5 separate regions of the Sus scrofa genome follow, and all the other regions are linked to region 3. A link is a contact called in public HiChIP or PLAC-seq data. All regions are on one chromosome and are shown on one strand. The core of a region is the stretch at or near the end of the contact, and the rest is flanking DNA. Distances in the headings are between cores, read along the strand shown.

What was found. HiChIP or PLAC-seq counts read pairs in DNA pulled down with a chosen protein or histone mark.
Region 1: a contact with region 3 is called in an H3K27ac HiChIP or PLAC-seq map of alveolar macrophages. The contact joins two enhancer-like sites. A contact is called at or near these places in 1 of 47 Hi-C or Micro-C datasets (liver) and 1 of 2 datasets of contacts at active chromatin or transcription factors (alveolar macrophages).
Region 2: an H3K27ac HiChIP or PLAC-seq map of skeletal muscle shows a contact between it and region 3. The contact joins two enhancer-like sites. A contact is called at or near these places in 7 of 47 Hi-C or Micro-C datasets (alveolar macrophages, embryonic fibroblasts, liver and 3 more) and 2 of 2 datasets of contacts at active chromatin or transcription factors (alveolar macrophages and skeletal muscle).
Region 4: a contact with region 3 is called in an H3K27ac HiChIP or PLAC-seq map of alveolar macrophages. The contact joins two enhancer-like sites. A contact is called at or near these places in 5 of 47 Hi-C or Micro-C datasets (embryonic fibroblasts, epiblast stem cells, fetal skeletal muscle and 1 more) and 2 of 2 datasets of contacts at active chromatin or transcription factors (alveolar macrophages and skeletal muscle).
Region 5: a contact with region 3 is called in an H3K27ac HiChIP or PLAC-seq map of alveolar macrophages. The contact joins two enhancer-like sites. A contact is called at or near these places in 3 of 47 Hi-C or Micro-C datasets (liver, retroperitoneal adipose tissue and subcutaneous adipose tissue) and 2 of 2 datasets of contacts at active chromatin or transcription factors (alveolar macrophages and skeletal muscle).

Annotation. Positions count from the first base shown.
Region 1 is chr17:54,775,653-54,778,352 of Sscrofa11.1, reverse strand. No RefSeq gene overlaps it. Among named protein-coding and RNA genes, the nearest start is that of ZNF217, 150 kb to the right of the region's middle. Within about 2 kb of position 1,427, at least 1 of the 83 cell types and tissues checked has an H3K27ac peak or open chromatin away from gene starts, as enhancers often do. A contact at or near this core is called in alveolar macrophages, where this site is marked.
Region 2 is chr17:54,694,206-54,696,905 of Sscrofa11.1, reverse strand. No RefSeq gene overlaps it. Among named protein-coding and RNA genes, the nearest start is that of ZNF217, 64 kb to the right of the region's middle. Within about 2 kb of position 1,410, at least 50 of the 83 cell types and tissues checked have an H3K27ac peak or open chromatin away from gene starts, as enhancers often do. A contact at or near this core is called in alveolar macrophages, liver, omental adipose tissue and 1 more, where this site is marked.
Region 3 is chr17:54,918,209-54,920,908 of Sscrofa11.1, reverse strand. It overlaps a transcript of BCAS1 not described here. Among named protein-coding and RNA genes, the nearest start is that of BCAS1, 110 kb to the left of the region's middle. Within about 2 kb of position 1,253, at least 32 of the 83 cell types and tissues checked have an H3K27ac peak or open chromatin away from gene starts, as enhancers often do. A contact at or near this core is called in alveolar macrophages, liver, omental adipose tissue and 3 more, where this site is marked.
Region 4 is chr17:54,752,315-54,755,014 of Sscrofa11.1, reverse strand. LOC100513893 (a long non-coding RNA gene) reads left to right here. Exons shown (of 2, transcript XR_002339964.1): 2 at 776-1,234. Among named protein-coding and RNA genes, the nearest start is that of ZNF217, 120 kb to the right of the region's middle. Within about 2 kb of position 1,429, at least 35 of the 83 cell types and tissues checked have an H3K27ac peak or open chromatin away from gene starts, as enhancers often do. A contact at or near this core is called in alveolar macrophages and skeletal muscle, where this site is marked.
Region 5 is chr17:54,733,567-54,736,266 of Sscrofa11.1, reverse strand. It overlaps the pseudogene LOC110257394. Among named protein-coding and RNA genes, the nearest start is that of ZNF217, 100 kb to the right of the region's middle. Within about 2 kb of position 1,261, at least 20 of the 83 cell types and tissues checked have an H3K27ac peak or open chromatin away from gene starts, as enhancers often do. A contact at or near this core is called in alveolar macrophages, retroperitoneal adipose tissue and subcutaneous adipose tissue, where this site is marked.

The DNA of each region.
Region 1 (2,700 bases), core at 178-2,677, 140 kb after region 3:
TAACAGGAAATCCATTCAATTCTGTAATGATTTATAAATTCACTCATTTTTTGGTATTAGTGCTTTGCCAGTTCCCTTAATGAAAAAGAAGTGCTCTGGAGTTCCCGATGTGGCTCAGAGGTAACGAACCCAACCAGTAAACCGTGAGGACGTGGGTTTGATCCCTGGCCTTGATCAGTGGGTTAAGGATCTGGCTTGGCTGTGGCTGGCGGCTGTAGCTCTGATTAGACCCCTAGCCTGGGAGCTTCCATATGCCGCAGGTGTGGCCCTAAAAAGATAAAAAAAGAAAATAAGTGCCCTGAGAGCAGGGACTCTCCTGCATAGTCCTGGGCACGCGGTAGGCACCTCATAACTCTTTGCTGAACGAATGCCTACATGAAAAGGCACGTTTCCTTGAATCAGCAAGCAACGGAGCAACGCGAACAGAAAGGTTTTCATAAGATCTGAATGGAAAATCCTGAAAGATTCTATTTGCATGGGTTATCTTGAAAGGTCGGGGGAAGTTGGCCGCCTCGCCAAGTCTGAGTGTCAAGGAGCAGCGGCTGGTGGCGATGGCGTGGGCAGTGGCTGCCGTGGCCACCAGTCCGGTCCTCGCCCGGCCGATGCACTCGCTGAGAATTCCTCGGGAGGCCGGCCTCCTTGCCTCCCCCTGGGAGAATCAGAATGTAATAACCCAAGTCCTTTCATTTCGAGCCTGGGTTTATTTGGGTTGGAAGAGAACTTTGAAAACAAACTTAAAATGTGAAATGTAAGACTTCAAGGGGAAACTAAAAATAGCTGAGTGGGATTATTCTTTCCCTGTATTTGCCATTAGCAGCGTTTATACTGGTCAACCTTCGGAGGGAAGGAGGAGGAAACAGGCTTCTCTTCAAAGGAGCGCAGGAGGATTTGCGGTGGCAGATGGCTCCAGATCCTCCACTCTGGCAAACAGCATCTCTAATAACATCTGTGCAGGAAGAATGTTCTCGTCTTCTTACCACGGACCGGGCGGACAGCAGTTTCGAGATGTTTATTTAGTTGTACCTTTTTCACATTTCTCCCACATTTTGCCTGATGAAATATTTCAAGTCTCATTTCAAAGCTCTCACCTGGGCAAAGGGAGGACCTCGGCTGCTGGGTACAGAGCTACTGGCTCTAACCATGGCACAATGATCCCCTCCCACGTCCCGGCTCCCCCGACGTGACGCCCTTGATGTCATGTTCATGATCTTCTTTCTCTCTGACATCAAGTCCATGAGCTCCCTTCTTAAAAAAAAAAAACAGCACTCACATTTTATCAAGGAAGAAATGGGCTCAGCGCCTTGGCCAAGTTTACGCAGCAAGTGGCAGAGCCACGGTTCAGCGTCTGGTGTGTTGGACTCCACATCCTGCATTCTTCAGCGCCGCAGTATATGAGCCTCTGGCGCAATGGAAGTAGTCACAGAAGGGGAACTTTGAACAAACTTCCCTACTCAGCCATCGCATATATATTGAGCGGCCGCCACGTACCAGGCACTGTGTGAGCAGGGAGCTGGATCTAGCAAAGCCCTGGCTCTCGGGGCCTTCCACACTGGTTAAGGAGACAGTCAAGAAGCAAGAGACAGGATGTGCTCTATGAAAAAGAATAAAACGGAGCGAGGAGATGGCGGGGCCGGGCAGGGCCCTGAGCTATAGTTCAGATGGGGTGGTTGGAGAAGCCTTTGTGATGAGGTGATGATTGAGTAGAGACGGAATAAAGGGATGGATGAAACTGAATGACTCTTTGGGAGGAAAGCATTCCAGGCAGAGGGAACAGCACAAGCATGAGGGCCCTGAGGCGGGAGTGTTCTTGCCCTGGTGGAAGAATAGCAGCAAACTGGGAGGAAGTGGGAGAAAATGAAGTCGGAGAGTTATTTCTATCACTCAGAGGTTTATTCACACACACACAAAACATTGATCCATTTATTGGTCTCATCATACAGGAGAATCCATTAGAATGCCCTGGGAGGAAAGGAGCAGAAAATCCAACTCCAGGAGTTCCCTGGTGGCTCAGTGGGTTAAGGATCTGATATTGTCACTGCAGCAGCTTGGGTCACCACAGAGGCACGAGTTTGATCCCCAGCCTGGCACAGTGTGTTAAGGATCCTGCATTGCCACAGCTATGGTATAGGTCGCAGCTATGGCTTGGATTCGATTCCTGGCCCAGGAACTTCCATATGCTGCAGAGGCAGAAAAAAAAAATTTAAAGTAGCTAAACCATAAGGAAAGTTATCATCTCACATTTAAAAAAAAAAAAAAAAAAAAAAAAGGAGTCTGGAAGAACAGTAGCTTCGGCTAACTTAGCAGCTCTATAGCCTCTTAAATAGCATGGATTTTCCTCCTCTCTTCATCATGCCAAGCCCAGCATGTTGGCCTTGAGGTACCTCCCCTCATGTTTGCATTTCACTCCAGCCTTCACATCTTCACAAAACATCTAGAGGCAGAAAAAAAGCTCTTCAGTTCCTCAAGTCTCTCTTTAGGAAGAAGGAACTTCTTCCCCTAGACCCCTTGGCATCCTTTGTCCAAAATGATGTCGCCTTTGGCTCATTGTCCAAAATGATGTCGCCTATCAATACATAACTTAACCATTAGTAAGAGGAAAAAGGTCACCCGGAATAGCTTAAGCTAATCAGAGCCCACCTCCTGGGGCTGCTTCAGATATTCTCAGCAGGATATGGCCACCCTGAGAAGCAAAGGTCTCTT
Region 2 (2,700 bases), core at 161-2,660, 220 kb after region 3:
AGTGGGCTAGGGGTCCGGCGTTGAGGTTGCCGCAGCTTTGGCTAGGGTCTCCGCTGCCGTTCAGATCTGATCCCTGGCCCCGGGAACTCCATGTGCTGCGGGGCAGCCAACAATAAAAAGCTCCTCGGTGGCTCAGTGGGTTAAGGATCTGGCATTAGCGTTGTCGCTGTAGCAGCTCAGGTTGCTGCTGTGGCGTGGGTTCAGTCCCTGGCCTGGGAACTTCCACGTGCTGCAGTTGTGGCCAAAAAAAAAAAAGTCTCTTCATGCCTATTGAAATCTTTTCCCTTTTCAAAATCTTTTGAATAAAATGCTTCTTTACTGTGAATTCCATTCTACTGATTTGTTTTAAGAAAATACCTCTCCTAAAGAAAGAAAAAGCCATCTTTGATCTGACTTAACAAAAAGATCTAATCAAACAATAAAATCTGTGAGAAAAAGGAGAAAAAAGCAGCAAGCTTCTTTGAGCCACATCAAATATATGAAAGAGAAAATACTTCATTTAAATGCTGAAAAAAAAAAAAACAGCTTGAAATGCAATAACCTCTGCAGAGTAACTGAAACCACATGTTGATCTGACAAGAGTTTCTAAGACACAATTAAAGGTCATTTCGTGTACAAACATCTCATTCCTCATTGAGAGGCTTGAATTGTTGTCACCATTTTTGGCCACTGTGGGGCAGGTGCTGCAGCCTGGCGTCATCCACAGTGATGCTCCAGATGGGATTAAGGTAACGCTGCACACACCGGAAGCTTGAAATCGAACCCCCCAGGAAATATACTACCTTGGATTCCCGCTATTCCGCCTTGACGTCCCAGGCAACGAGGACTAAATACCTTATAGAAGCCTTGCTAATTCAAAGCCTGTAGCCCTCCCATGGACGTGGTTGTACTCAAGTCTAAAAATAGGCTTCCTTTCTGCATTGCCTGCCTCCACCTGCATGGGGCCCTCGGGGTCCAAAGAAAGCCGTTTTGTGTGCCTCACCTGGGAGCAAAGGTGTGCCAGCCACAGACTGGCATTTGGAAATGTCTTCCCGCAGCTGGGAAGTTTCCGTCTGAGAGTCTGCACCGGGGGGGGGGGGGGGGGTCTTTGGAAAGCGACTTTTTAAACTGCTCTCGGCCCCGGGGGCTGCCCCCTTTCACCCCCTCCCTTTAAGAAAGGATGTGCTGGGGAAGGACTTCAAAGTCCTCCTTTCAAAAGGGAAATCGCATCTAGAAAGCTTTTCTCAGAAGGAGAAAGAGACAAATTATTTGATTTGAAAGAGAAGTAAATCTTAGGAACAAAATGAGGGAGGATCAAAGAATTGGTTCGCCGTGAACTGAAGAAGTGACCCTTTCCGGGGGGACGTGCCTTTACCCTTTCTGATCCAGGCAAAGTGTGTTGGAGGCAGGACGTTTACGCGAGAATCAAAATAAAGAAGTGAGTCTGCGTTCCAGAAAATCACGTGACCTCTCCCTTTCTTTTTCTCTCCCCCCCCCCCACTCCTCCCTCTTTCTTTGCACCTCCTTCCCTCCCTCCCTCTCTCTCTCACCAACTTTAAAAGATGTGCTGGTTTTCCACACTTTGGGGAAATCCATGGGGAGGGAGAGACAAAAAATGAGAACCAGGCGACCTAAGAAAGCAGCCCGAGTCCCCCCCCCCCACACACACACACACCGCCCCACCCCTTTCTTCCTGCCCCGCATCTGCCCCCCTTTCCCCTGCCCAGCTCACCCCTCTCCCTGCTTCTTGCTCTTTGGACCTGGCAGGTGAGCCCAGCAGGCAGTAGATAAGTTGGGGAAACTTGGGGTGTTTTTTTTGTATTTTTAATTTTTCGAGTAAAATCTGAATACAGTCTGGTTGAAAAGTGGAAAAACTCGAAGCAAAACAAAATTAAAAAAAAAAAAAAAAAACACATTTTTCTTAGGGGTGAAATCATGTGTGAGGTGCCTCTTCCAGTTCTAGCTTCCTGGTCTCCATCCCCCCTCAGCAAGGGCTCTTCTCAATGAACTGTGTCCCTCCCAGACCACAGAGGTATGGATATATCTGTAAATCGAAATAGAAGGAAGGACTCCGTGAACTCAAAAGCAGACAATTGTGACCAAAAAAAAAAAAAAAAAAACCAACAATTTGCAGAGTCCCATAAAATTAAGACAGATCATTGTTCACAGGTATGAGTAAGAAAAACAAGAGGGAACACACATACAAACATTAAGAATAAAAACACGGAGTTTCCTGGTGGCCCAGCAGTTCAGGATTCAGTGTTGTCTCCGCCATGGTGGGTTCGATCCCTGGCCCTGGAACTTCTGTATGTTGCGGGTGCTGCCAAAAAATGTAAGAAAAAAAATAATTTTTAAAATTAAAACAGATATAATTCCAGGTAGAGAACAGACGTTTTCAATTTTTTGGTACTATTATCATTTGGCTTGAAAACTCTACTTTTGTCTAGGGAAAAAAAATGAATTGCCAAAATTAGCCTAATCAGGTGTTCTATTTACACCTGGAAGTATTCCTTTTCCTCACCTGTTGGGTCAATGCAATATTTGTTAAATATGTTGTAGAAACTGTGGCGGAGCTCGCTTTCTTTTATCACGGAATTATTCTATTCTCAGGAAACAGGATGGGTTCAAGTGTGTAAAATTTTTTTTTCTTTGCCTTTTAGGGCTGCACCCTTGGCATGTGGAGGTTCCCAGGCTAGGGGTCTAATCGGATCTACACATGCC
Region 3 (2,700 bases), core at 4-2,503:
AAAACCCTCCCCCTAACCCCAGTTAATAATAAAAATTTACAGATTATTCAAATACCTGAGTTTTTTTTAATACGTGTGCAGAGGAGTAAATAGGACCACGAGTCTATTAAAATGTAATTCAGAGTAGCCAGATGATGGACTGATATCATGTATACTGTACCTTTTTCTGATTTAATAAAAAAAAATACATTTATATCTAAAGGATCTTTTAATTTTCACCTTTTAAAGCAGGTCTCTCGTACTCCATGTCCGAGATGCCTTTTGCTTCCACAGCATAAACTCAATGCTCTTCCTCCATCGTGTCTTCTCTCCCAGATGCTCCCAGGTATCCTTGTCCGTGGGCACATGCACACAGCAGTGGGTTCACGTGTGTATTTTCATACACAAGCGCACACGTGTGTAAATACTGTCATGGTGATGCTGCCTAGAGCAGAGCCTGAGACAGGCATTCAGATGCACCTGATGGGCTGAAGGAGGGGTCCTGGGGAAAGGGGGACAAAAAGGACAGGGCAGGGATTGGTCTCAGCTGGAATTTCATCCCGATCTCCCAGGGGCATGAATTGCGCCATAACGCTGTTCTACCTACAGGCGAGCTGGCTGGCTTTGGACGCTTGTGGGTGATTCCTGGGCCGCCCTGGGAGGTGGAGGGACAGGCCAGCTGCTCCCATTGAGCTGAGAAGCTGGGATCCCTTAGCAGCTGGAAGATGAGGCACTCAGCAGGGTCCACTCCAGACACACACATAGAGACCCAGACATGCGTTTATGCCCACATAGGCACATATTCATCCTTGTATATTTACCTCCATACAGGAGTAGGGAGATGCAGGCACACGCTGCTAGTCATACACATACAAATAGACATGTGTAACTGGCACAGACCCACACACGCACACTGGCTCAGATGAATCCATCACGTGTGCAGTCCATCACGCACTGAGGAGAAATGACACTGACAAATCGGTACCCTAGGTCACTCACACCATGGCTTAGGCAAAAAGGCCTTTGGAAAATACGTTCAGGACAAAAATGATCTCTTTCTAAAAACAGATTGGGGAGGGGAGGCTCTCTGCTCCCGGGACCCACCAGCTCCCAGCGTGGACTGGCTGATGCTCAGCTTCAAATAAAGACCAGAGGTCTTTTCCTCGCACCTGGCTTAGCTTTATGGGTCCTCCTGCCTGAACCTGGAGAGTCCTCAGTGTCTGTGACTCACCCAGCTGAGAATGACCTCATGCTGCTTCATGTCTGAATGCTTAACTTGGCTCAAAGCAGGAAGAAGCCCTTTGGGGAAGCCCTGGATGGGGGGTGACGTTCCCTCCACCTTTGCCCTCAGAGAGCTTGGGATGATTCAAGGCAAACAGGCAGCTGGTTACTGCTTTGTCTCTAAACACCAGGGGGGGTGCCTGGTATGACCTTTGAGCCCCGGGCCATACCAGTCCTTTGAGAAGGGTGACAGTATTATTGGCAAGTTTCACCTCACTGGACACGGGGGGTGGTTTTTGCCCTGATGAGAAATGTCCCCAGGAGGGACTTAGTCACCAATTCAGGAGCCCTCCCACTCCCTCCCACCCCGGAAAAACTTTTTTTAACTTTTAAAAAGAAGTTCTCTGCTGAGAATCTTGTTGCAAAGCAAGCCAGCAGTTTCTGTAACTGGTTTCCTATCCTCCTGGCCAAAAAAAGAGAATGCTCTTTTAATACAATTGCTTGGGTTTTTTTTAAGACAAGAAAATTTAAGCCAGAGAGGACTGAAAAAAAAAAAAAAAAAAAAGGCTTGGGAGGGAGCGGAGTTCTAAAGCCAATTGTAGCCTAAGAAGCAGATTAAACTCCATTTTTGAGTTTTGTGGGGTTTGTTTTTTGCATCAAGAGTCCAGACCTGATGCATTTACAAAAAAAAAAAAAAAAATACTGATGTCCATGCCTCCCGCTGAACTAGTGTGAAAAGGGGGACAGGCGCTCCCCAAATGAGTTCAGGACTGAAGTTCCTCAAAATGCAGAGTCAGGACTGCCATGTGGACAGCAAGAGCTCCCACAGTAAGATGCGGAGAACACGCTGAAGCTGAAGGGGAGATTAAGACCGAGAGCAGGGGGCAGAGGTGCTTTGCAAGAACGGCCATCCTCATGACGTTATTTACGGATTTATTTTTAGGTGCACAGGGAAGCGTGTCTTCTCCAGTGTCAAGAAGAAGTGGCCTTTCCAAGAACTGGGCTTTTGAGCTGAAACAGCTGCCATCGGAGGAGGGGGGAAAAAAACCCTCAAATTCCGCTTTCCAGTTCCAGCTAACGGTGACCTTTTGACGGATACCCAATAGAAGAATTCATTCAGAAGCACCGTGGTTGTTCTCAGCAGCCCCCGAGGTCCCCCAGGCTTCATCTTCTGGGGGAAGGGGGATCCTTAGTACCCAAAGAAAGGCCCAAGGGGGAAGGAAAAGAGAAAAAAGTGAAGTTTGGGTGGTTTTGTGTAGCCCCCTGCCTTTTAAACCAATTACCCATGATTTAAACACACACACACACACACAGACCCTTCAGTTGAATGGTTGTTTGTTTGCAAACAGATGCCCTGGGGTCCCATTAAATTAGATTCGAAGGGGCTAGAACCTGTGTCCAGCTGGCTCCTTTGCCAGCTGCCTGGAAGGGAGCAGACTTAACAGGTATCATTTCTTCTGCCGGATAGTCCCAAATTGATCTTAAGCCTTACAAAATAAC
Region 4 (2,700 bases), core at 180-2,679, 170 kb after region 3:
GATTCAGAGGATAAAGTGGACCCGTGTATAAATTATTCCATGTGAGCATTCTCTAAATGCTACCTCCTCTTCTCGTATGATGGAAATAGCAGTCAGCCAAACATTTAGGAGGTGTCACACTCGACTGCAGGTAGCCTCCGGAAAAGGTTTCCCTTGTCCAGCGAGTTTAGCTTGGTCCGAACTTAGCTTTTGGCTAAAAATGCCTTTTCTCTCTTTCCTAAGCAATTCCATTTAAGGTAGGTCCAGGAAGAAAAAAAAAAAAAGAGAGAGAGAGAGAAGTGCAGAGGTAGACAGGTGACCCAGATAGATGGGTCTCCTGGGGAAGAGCCATAACTCTGCCCCCCCCAACATTTCCTGCCCCCCCACCCCCACCCCCCAAGTGCTCCTCCTGCCCCAGTCTCAACTCCTTTTTGGAGGAAAGCTCAAGCATTCTGCCCAGAGGCTCAAGCTGGCCTGGAGTGAGCCCTTGAAAGCATATCCTGAAGCCCGTTCCTTTGAATCCAGTGCTGCTTACGTGCGCACCGAGGCAAAACCAACCTTTACATATTCCATGAACCAGCACCACAGAGGAAACAGATCCTCTGGGATTTTATTTTCCTTTTTTCTTGGAGACATTTTTCTTACGTGTGGGCTTCCCACTTAAGTTTTTAGGATTTCTGGCGTGGGGTATTGGCTTTGTCTCTCATTTCTTTGCCCAGATTGTCAGGTGCCCGCGTATTATTTACACCTCCCATTCACTCTGGGCTCTAATCCTCCCTTTCTTATTTCTTCCTAGACCTGGCCTCCTTTTTCCTAACCAGCAGGCGAGCTCCCCAAGCCTCAAGATAAACAGCAAACAAGATTGTGAATTTCAATGACAAATGCAGCAGGCGACATATTTTCCAGCCCCACATGATTTTTAACTTGGGGATGGTTGGTAACTTCTTCGGTTTTCCTGCTCTGAACATCGATAGGCCCAGTTCCTCTTTCGATTTGGCCTCTTTGCGTCTCTTCCTGAATTAAATTTTTCAAGTCGCCGGCTTGTCACAGGACATGTGGCTCTGCCCAGCTCTGTAACGCACATTTCCTTTTTCCCAGGCGTCACAGAAATTTGCAGTACACACTGCAAAGACAAAGAACAAAAAGACCTCACGAGCTGAGCAAAAAGATTCAGTCATATCCATGATTTCACCAGGTTTCCAACTGGATAATGAAATCAGACTCCTCCCCTCCCCCGCGGGAGGAGGGGGTCCCACGCCACCCACTTACTGAACGTAAAATCTCACCCACGTCTTCCCAAGGACACACTTTGTTCTAAATCCCCAATGCTGGCACAGCCCTTTTGCGAAGGAGAGAAGGAAGCTGCCCCTAAGTTGTAAGAGTGAGCTGCAATCTTTCTCTGAGCCCAAGATAAAAGGAGCAAACAGGAGGGAATTAGTCAGTATGAAGCATGCATTTCTAACAGCAGACGTAGGATGCTGTGCAAAGAGCTTGGCGTGACTGACTCCCGGGTTGGTGGGGGGACAGGATTTTTCTCTTTTCCATGAGCCTTTCACTCTCAAGCAGGAGGAATGATTAAAAACTTGTTCAGAATAGCTCTTTAATGGGTTAATAGTACTGTTTTAAGTCTTATTTTTTTTTTAAGCTAGTTGAATCAGTTCTCCAGATGAAAGCAATGTAGGGATAGGTGTGGAGTAAAGGAACTGCTTTTAGGAAGAGGTGAGGGGTTTGAGCAAAGAATCACAGGGTGTACCCCAGACTAGAGTATCCCATCTACCCAAAGCCTAGCAAAAAGGACAAGTGAAATGCCTAAGGAACATCCTTCAAAGAGATACTCTGTCACCATTTAAAATGTCAGGTTTTTTTTCTAACATGACCTGCTCTCTAAGAGATCTAAGTGAAAAATGGAAAGTGAAGCATGCTTGGTAAAAACAGAAAAGTGTGAGTGTTTGATATACACATATGCTGATCCATGCGGGGCCTGTTCCGGATGCACTGAACCCCAGCAGTCATCTTCTCTGGGGAGGGGGAGTCCCCCTTCTCCACAAGCCCTTTGATTTGAATTCTCTGCCTCCCCCCACCCCAGGAGGACGAAATTACCTCATTGTGCTCAAAAACTTATAGCTATTTTTCTTAATGTGTGCAGACATAGAAAATTGATGATACATATTTTAAGTAAAAAAAAAAGTTGGGAGTTCCTGGCGTGGCTCAGCGAAAGCGAATCAGACTAATATCCATGAGGATGCCGGCTCGAGCCCTGGTCTCGCTCAGTGGGCTAAGGGTCTGGTGTTGCCGTGAGCTGTGGTGTAGGTCGAAGACGCGGCTTGGATACCACGTTGCTGTGATGTAGGCCGGCAGCTACAGCTTTGATTCGACCCTAGCCTGGGAACTTCCATATACTGCGGATGCGGCCCTAAAAAGACAAAATAATTTGTACAGTAGTGTCTATAAATATGATTACACTGATATATATATATATATATATATATAGTCTTTTTAGGGCCAAACTGGCGACACAAGGAAGGTCCCAGGCTAAGGGTCAAATTGGAGCTACAGCTGCCAGCCTTCACCACAGCCACAGCAACTCTGGATCTGAGCCACAGCTCACGGCAATGCCGGATCCTTAATCCACTAGAGCCAGGCCAGGGCTCGAGCCTGCATCCTCATGAATGCTAGTCGGGTTCGTTACCACTGAGCCATAACGGGAACTCCACACTGGCA
Region 5 (2,700 bases), core at 12-2,511, 180 kb after region 3:
AATTCCCCATCATTCCCGTGTGAGCCCTGGGAGGCACCTGCACAGCCCGCAGGGAAGAGCACAGTGGTCCTGCTGGGGAGCCCTGGCTCCCCCACACCCCTGGGCCGTGGGGGGACTCCACCTCCTTGTTCTTTTGACTTGCATTGGGGTGGAGGGTTAATGAGGCCCCAGGGCAGTGCCCCCTGTGACGCTTACTCTTTCCCCCGTGCCTACAGCACAGTGGGTAAATGGCTGGGGAATGGGCAAATGACATGAGCAAATCACAGCTGAACCTGATAGGCTTGAGTGGGTTAACAAGCAGGGGCCTCAGGAAGGCAGGGAGAGGTGAGCATCTTGGTTTAGGGGAGAGACAGTGCAGGAGTCCTGGCCTGGGCTTTAGTTCCTCTAAGGAACGTTTGCGGCCATCCAGGCCCATGGCCAGGCAGTTTCTCATCCTCAGCCCTGTTGGCACTGGGGGCTGGACCATTCTCTGTGGAGGGGGACCGTCCTGTGCACTGGAGGATGCTCAGCAGCATCCCTGGCCTCTACCCACTGGATGCCAGAAGTGTTGGAACAACCAAAATGTCTCCAGATGTCACCAAGGGTCCCTGGGGACAAAATCCCCTGCTGAGAACCAGGTAAGCTGCCCCTCTCATTCTCCCATCTCTGAGATGCTGGAGGTCTTGGCTTCCAGTGTTTCTGAGAGGATCTGGGACTTCTTGCAGCCTCCATGCTGAGACTGTCAGAGCAAAGGTGGGAACCCAGCCACCTGGCTTGACCTGGAGACCCACGCCTTCTGGGGGAGAAGTGGTTGTTAATCCAGCTGCTTTATTCTAGAAATGAGGACCCCAAAGCCCAGAAGCGTTCAGGGACTAGTCCAAGATACGATAGCAAGTTGGGGAATGGGTAGATGGTTTGTTTCTAATCTGCATAAACTAGTAGGAATGCTGACAAATAATACACTTGGAGTTGGCACTGGGCATTCGTTTTGTCCCCTTTGACCTCAGTCAGAATGAGTGGCTGAGTGACGTGCCCTGGGGTCACTTCCCAGTTCCAGCCTGCTCCCTGGGGCTCTCTGCTTAGCTCAGTGCCAGCAGGGTTGTCCCTCGGCTGGCCGCTGCCCATCTGGACATAAGGAACCGGAAGGTCTTTGTGAAACCTCAGGAACAGGAAAGAAAGAGAGAAAGAGGGAAGAAAAAGTTCTCCAGATGAGCACGTGGGGCATGAAGCAGGCAGCAGCTGAGCCTCCAGACTCCATGATCTAGAGCAAGGGATGAGGTCACTTTGTTTTGAAATAAGACTGAGGCGTGTCCTGTGCTGTCCTTGCCGAAGCCTCACTCGCCTTAAAGGTGAGTCAGAGCTGGCTCTGGACCTTGGGGATCAAGGTCATGTGTCAGACCAAATCCTGGGAGGGGCAGGAGAGAGTCAGTGATTCTCCACCTGGACATTTGAGATGCCCAAGGACTCAAGAGCTTGGCTCACACTTCTGGCTGCAGATGTGATGGCACAGGGGTTTTTATCCAGTCGATCTGGGGCAAAGTTGGCGGCTTTTCCTACCTGCCCTACAGACGTGCTGCTTAAACTAGGTCGTGCCCCTGGCGGTGGTCCAAGTGGAGTAGGTGGTAGACAGGCAGAGGGAAGGCTGCCAGGGGTCATTTGAACACTCAGCACGTTGAGCACCGACTATATGCCGGGCATGCTCTTAAGAGCTGGCATAGAGCCAAGGCCAATCCCTACAGTCCTGGAATTCGTATGTACTGCCTGGAGGCAGGTAATAAACAGATCTCCATCTAAGGTATAAGGTGATGATAATTCACGAGAAAAATACAGCTGAGTGGATGGCTATAGGGAAAGAGCTGGGGCCTCTCTTAGATGGAGGGTATGGGGAAGGACTGTTGGAGGAAGGAGGTTTGGAGCTGTTCTAGAACATGTGCCATCAGTGTTCAGGGTGAAAATGGAGCCCAGGACTGGGAGACACACTTGAAAGGGGCAGTGGATGCTTCTACACCAGTGCTTAGGGCAGTGCTCTTCGTAAGAGCCGAAAGGTAGAAGCAACCCACGCCCAGCCACGGTTGGACAGATGAGTAAAAGGTGGGCTACTAGCCTTAAAGAGGAATGACATTCGGGAGTGCCCCTGGCGACACCGGGGGTTAAGGCTCTGGTGCTGTCACGGCTGTGGCTTGGGTTCCATCCCTGGCTCCGGAAGCTTTCACATGCTCTGGGCATGGCCATAAATAAATAAATAATAAATGCTCTTTTTGTTAATGACTGAAATTCAGACACATGCAACAGCATGGATGAACTTCGAAGACGGGAGAAATAAGCCAGATACAAAAGGACAAATAATGTGTGATGCCACTTACAGGAGAGACCAAAAGCAGTCGAATTCATAGAGACAGAAAGTAGAATGGCAGTTGCAGGAGCTGAGGATGGCAGGGGTGGGGGGGTGGAGAACGAGAAGGTGCTGGTGAATGGGTACAGCGTTTCCGTTTGGGGTGCTGAAAAGCTTTGGAGATGGCTGATGATTGTGGCTGTACAGCAGCGTGAATGCACTTACTGTCACCGAACTGTACACTTGCAGTGGCTCACACGGTAAGCTCTATTTATGGATGTTTAACCACAATTTTTTTTAAACAGCTGGAGAAAAAAGGATAGGTGTCAGGAGGAGGAAAAAGGGCAGGGACAGAAACGTTGCTTGAATGAAGCTTCCTCTGGACCAGG